2 separate regions of the Gossypium hirsutum genome follow, and region 2 is linked to region 1. The links are chromatin contacts, called in public Hi-C maps. All regions are on one chromosome and are shown on one strand. The core of a region is the stretch at or near the end of the contact, and the rest is flanking DNA. Distances in the headings are between cores, read along the strand shown.

The links. Hi-C and Micro-C count contacts between places; a contact is called where the count stands out from the background.
Region 2: a contact with region 1 is called in a Hi-C map of hypocotyl, with 4 times the contacts expected there. The contact joins the promoter of LOC107910706 here to the enhancer-like site in region 1. A contact is called at or near these places in 6 of 34 Hi-C or Micro-C datasets (callus, hypocotyl and leaf).

What each region holds. Positions count from the first base shown.
Region 1 is chrD02:22,818,196-22,821,306 of Gossypium_hirsutum_v2.1, reverse strand. No RefSeq gene overlaps it. Among protein-coding and RNA genes, the nearest start is that of LOC107910710, 21 kb to the right of the region's middle. Within about 2 kb of position 1,621, at least 9 of the 9 cell types and tissues checked have an H3K27ac peak or open chromatin away from gene starts, as enhancers often do. A contact at or near this core is called in hypocotyl and leaf, where this site is marked.
Region 2 is chrD02:23,203,592-23,206,702 of Gossypium_hirsutum_v2.1, reverse strand. It overlaps LOC107910706, which reads right to left and starts at 1,583. Exons shown (of 2, transcript XM_016838666.2): 1 at 597-1,583; 2 at 245-490. The coding sequence starts at 1,273. The coding sequence ends at 638.

The DNA.
Region 1 (3,111 bases), core at 372-2,871:
CCACAATTTACTTGCAGAAGTCTCTTTACTGAATGTATACTTCTGCTCTCTGGAAAGACATGATCGAATTGTACCACATGCCAATCGGTTGATGGTCTTCCATTCTTTATCATCAACCCCTTCTGGTTTTTCTTCCTCAATGGCAATATCTAGACCCTGTTGAAAGAGGGCATCTAGAAGCTCACTTTGCCACATGCCGAAATGACCTGTTCCATCAAAAATTTCCACTACAAATCTCGTATTTGCAGTTCCAATCCTCGGCAAAATGTACGAAGTGGAAGTTGTTGATATGGATGGTTTTTCTTCTGTCATTTTTGCCATAGCTTCTACTTAATAGCCACCAAATGCAGAATACCCACAAGCTTTAGGAAATGTTTCTGATGTGTAAGATCAGACTAAGCTGCAAACACAGAGCATACTACAAAACCTTGGCTCGGATACCAATTGTTGCGGAAGCGACGATAATATTAATAACAATATTATCAGAAATATTTAGATAATTATTATGCCAACAATTATACTAAGAAAATTCCCAGTTAAATTGGAGGGGTCACAAATGGTCCCGCTTAAAACCCAACAACTAGACAGAACTCACTTAGATATTTATAGCAATAATAACTAAATAAATATAACCAACATAAAGCTATTAAATATAAGCAAACAAATAAGAAATAAAATACCAGAGATTTAACGAGGTTCGGCCAATTTAGCTTACGTCCTCGGACACTACCAAATCAATATTTCTTCTAGAAATATTACAAAGGAGAAGATTTTGGGATGATACAACCAAAGGGGGAGGGGTTCTATATATAACAAACCAAACCCCCTCCATTTCTATCTTTTCCTAATGTGGGATATTGCCAATATTCAACAGCAACAATAGTGGATTGAACCTGGATATGTTCTTCTTGGGTCGACGCATGATGGATTTGCCCAGCTCTTTCAGACACTGGATTCGCATCTTGAAAGGTTTGCTTCCCCAAAGGCAAATTATTTAAACCGCTCCCAGTATCCGTCAGCTGAATTGGGCCCTTCAATGCTTTATCAGCCCAACTGGCCTTACTGAATTGGGACCATTGAGCGCTGTTTCCTTATTATTAATCTGGGCCTGAGCAGGATTGAAATCTTGGAGCGTGGGTTCTGTCATCACGCTATTGATTTTTTGTTGAAAATAATTTCCTCCATTCGAATTAGAAGTGGGCACACTTATTGGCCCAGCATTTAAGCCAATGGACAACCCATTTCCAGCTTTCAAGGACCCACGTTGATCTTTTCCAACCCTGGCCTGGCTCGCAGCTCTTGAAAAAATATGCTCATTTTTCAGCCCATAATTATGGGAATTATCCCTGCTAACCCCATCTTTAATCTTTAAAAATTCCCTCTTTTAAAGATGACCCCCGAAAAATCTGCACCGATCTCCCCATTTTCAATGCTCTTTGATTGTACTAAAGATAGGGCATTAAATCGAGATCCTTCTCCATTTTTGCCCTGAAATTTCGCAGCCAAAGAAGCATTGGAGCCTTGATTTCGCCGTGATTTTCTCTCGACAAGCATCCATGGTCTGAAGGATTCCGACGCCTCCACTGATTTTTCCTTCTCTGGAGCGACCGCCGTTGAACCCTCTTTACTCTCGCCGCGACCCTTCTCCGGCCCATTGGAAGGACAGAGGTCACGCACATGTCCATACCTGTCACGCGAGAAATATACAGCGGGAAATTTTCATATTCAATTCTCTATTGCTTACCGTTCATCGGGATTTGAGAAATTAAGGGTTTGTCCAAGTTGACAAAAATTGAGGGGATTAAATTCTGGTGTCCATGGTTGAACCGTGAGGTATTGGCAGAAAATCACCCATGGACCCTAAGTTAGAACCTTTTCGTAGTCCTCCCTGCCTTGAAATTTAACCAAGAAGTATCTGTTTTCAACACCCATAAGCTGAAACGAGAGTGATGGTTTCCATAGATTGAGTATTCTGTTATGAAGGGTGCTATATGCCAGGTTCCTTCCTAGTAATTTCACAACTGCTATAGTTGCCATACCCTTCACCAATAGTTGCTTTATCCTTTCGGAAATTTTTATCGTTGGTATACCATTCGCCGTAGTCTTCATGATATCTCACTCCTGGAAATTCAATTCTACTTCGTCTGTAGAAGCAGGCAAAGTTTTCCCCAACATCTTGTCCTTCCAGGATGGTACTGGTGTAGGGATTAGATCCACTACCATCTCACAGCTTGTATCCTTAAATCGCACCTTTTTGGTGTTTCGATCTTCATTCGAGATAAGATCACCATCGTCACCGACCAAGTTTTTCGACATAGTTTGCAAGAAGATAAAACAAAACAATATTAGGTATATCTAATACTTAAGATTTTATTTTAGCATAGTAAATAATGATTTTAAGATAATTTATATTCATTTATGTGAGAATGTCTATTTTTCCACCATTGAAGAAATTATATATCTTGTATAATTTTCAACTACAACTATTTATTCTAAAAGCAAGTAAAAATAATATTTTTAAATATTTTTATATCTCTGCAACTAGTAATATATAAAATATTATTAGAAATATAATATATTAATTTTTACAAATTGTATTTGGCTATTGGATTTAATTTCTTTTTATTTTAGACTTGAAGTTTGGGCTATAATTTGTTTATTGACTTTGAATAATAATTGATACATTATTTAGATTTTGAAATATGAGTATTAGGTTTATAAATTTTTTTTAAAAAAAAGATAAAAATTATTTAATTATCAATATAATATAATAAATAATAGAATATATTTTTGTTAATTAATATATATCACTTAATAATTTTTACATAAAATTAACAATTTAATTATTTTATATAAGAAAACTCTATTAAATAGATATAATTTATGAATCAAACAGTTAGTGAAGATAATAATATATCTTTGTTTAATTTGTAATTGATTTCTAAGAAGATGGTAAAGATTGTTGAAATACATCCACTATGAGATATTATTTGTTTTAAAATAAAGATTGCCCTCACTTTTAGTTTGTAAAGATTTATATTTTTAATTTTTTTATCGAAATCAGGATATCCTTCGTCAACAACAGTGACTAGTTCTCTCATCATAAATATT
Region 2 (3,111 bases), core at 334-2,833, 390 kb before region 1:
TAAAAGACAGAGATTGGGACACTATTCCTGAATATGGTGAGAAATTCCGAGTCCATAAGAAAGCATAATCCATGCAGAATGGCACCTAATATATATAAGTTTATCATTTGCTTGCTCATGCTGCTTTCTCTCACCTCCTATGATTTAAATCCGGTGAGGTGAAGTGAAGATTGGTTGGCATAGATGTTATTATCGAGACATAAAATGCGTGCATGTGCTTAATTCGTAATGTGGCAATCGTCTGTTCAGAAACAGCCTTAAGATTATCAAACACAAGAAAATGGCAAAGCCTTACACATATAGCTTTTATATGTTCACCCCCGATTCAAAAACAAGGCGGTGATCGCATTATGATCAGCATAGGATCTAAATTACAATATACTTAATACGCTATAAAAGAAAATGGAAAAAGTTGAACAAACTATTGACCCAAAGCCTTAGAACTCAGAAGCAAGCACACTTCTTATCCACTCTAGTTTTTCTTTTATTCCTGCACCTCAGCTCAAAAAAACTATGAGGTATCTTTATAATTTCCCATGACATGAGACAATTAAGGAGAAAAACTAGAAAAAGGAAGAACAGAAGTTACTGCTTACCCTTAATTATTGTTCACGCCTTTATTTACGGAAAAGACCCTTCAAGGGAGACGTAGGAGTCGTCGGAGATTGTCAGTGGCTCCATCATCGACTCCTCCACCAGCTTCAGCCTTGCAGCCAAGCTTTGGTCTAAGCGAAAAGCTGGGCAAAGGCAAGCTGCTAGGTGGTGGAGAGAGTGTAAAGATAGAACTTGAAAGCCTCTCCAAATCTCTCGCAGCCGCCTGGGGTCCTCCTGATGCCATGACAAAGGGCTTACTAATTGCACCTTGTGCTTTTTTTCCCTCCGTTGGTCTGGTTTGAAGTTTCTTTGGCTCTCCTACTGATTTGCCACTGAGTTGCTTCGATTTTGATCTCTTTGGAGGGGTCAGAGATTGGTCTTTGTATCTGTTGCTTTTGAGGTTAGATGGAGAAGATGAAAGGGGTGGGGTTCGAGAAGGGAGCGACGTATGAAGAGGTTTATTAGGGAGTGGAAGTGGAAGGAGAGGTGGTTGATGCTGAGCCTGATAGAATGGATAAGAGAAGGAAAGAGACGGTGGAGGAGCCAAAAAGAGGCCTCCTCCCCCCCCATGGATGATGCTTGTGTGAGCTCCACTACTATGTCTCCTTGGAATGTTCTTGAGTTGCTTGTTTGGAGAAACAGATTTCTCAGCTGAAGATGACAAGAAAATCCCATCCATAATACTACTGGGTTTTGCTTTGGCAAACAACGAACAAGCTTTTTCAATATCAAACAAAAAGAGGCGATGATCTTCGAAATAATATGATCAAAAGCCTGAAGCCAAAAACATGCTCAAGATATATATATTTCAGAGGAAATCTTTACAGATTTTCTCAATGAAAAGTAAAAAAGAAAAAGAATATTGGTTAGGAAATGCTATTGATAAACAGAAAATAGATACAAAATCGATTTCGATCCCAGAGGGATCCGAAATGGTTTGGATTTTTAATTTATTCTACTTTTCTTCCAGACTTTCATGTGTTTAAAAGTCTGTGCCTCTTTTTATACAAGTAATAAACTCCACGTCTCCAACGGCTACTTTATTTTTTTATTGTAATTTACTTTTCGTTAAAATTGTCTGTTAGGCCCTATACTTTTGATAAAATTTGAGATTTATTTTGTATACTTAAAAGGTTAGAAATTAAGCCCTTTAACTGTTTTGATCTAAAAATCTCAATCCAATCATTAAAATAGTAAGTATTTTTTTTGTCAAAATTTACCAATTTAGCATGTTGATTAAGTTGCCCTCATGTGACATATCATATGAGTGAAAATAAAATGAAAATAAACATTTTAGCATATGATAATTATTGGATTAAGATTTTTAAATTGAAAAAGTAAGAGAATTGAACTTTTAAATTTTAAAATATAGGGAGTAAATATCAAAATTTATAGAAAAGCAGGGACTAGTAACATACTTTGTCCTTTACTTTTTTCATTTTCTTTATAATAAAAATGTTACCACAGACTCCTAATTTACCGACAGTTCAAGACTTGGGAAACACTGTTGGGCGGCAGCCGTCAATTCGATTTACACCGTTGGATCGAATAATTAGAAATAACCGGTGAGGAGATACCAGCCGTTGATCATTCCCTCCATCTAAGATGTTGGTCTGGTTTGAAAGGGACTTGAAAGAATCCTAGCAATACACGTATCCCACTTGGCGGGACCCAAGACTATTTTATGACCACCTCATGCAAGAACAACACATAAATAGAAAATAGGAGTAAAATATTAAATATTTTATGTGATAATACAGTGCAAGACCTGAAGGGATTGGTATACGTGGCAGCAGGCCAGCCAGTCTTGATGAGAATTTCCGGTCCATTATTGGTCGGTGCCATGCACGTGACCTTCATTCACGTCTATTAATTTTGATGTAAACGATGTATAACGACGTCTATGTCAATTTAAAATATAGTTCATGCCTAATTTATATACGCGAGTTTTTAAGTTTCATAATGAGAGTTTTGGTCCAGTTAGTCCTAATTGGTTTTAGTTTGAACTATATCAGTTTTTAATTTGTTTAGATTATAATAATTTAATTGTATAGTTCGTCTATAATAATTTAATACTTGTAATTACTTATACTTATATTTATAATTATATTGTATTTGTTATAATTCATAAATATAAAAAAAAACTGAAAAGATATGTATTTGTATTTTGTGCAATCATCATATTCATGGTATTATATATATTTAAAAATTTTAAATATTTATAACTCCTCTATATAAAAATTTTCACTATTTAATATTTAAACATTTGGCGAAGTTAGTGTTACTGTCATCAACTCGGTAATGAAATTATAGAAATATCTTTATTTTAAACTATAATATTATTGTGATGCCATTTTGTCTTTTCATACTTTTATAAGTAAAATGACATGGACACCCTTATATCAAGGGTGAATTTAAATTTTGTCTCCCCTACTTAAAAGATGGACAAATTAATCCTTGGACATTAGATTAAATGCAAAATGGTCGTTCTATTAAAAATTCCATCCAATTCTTCTA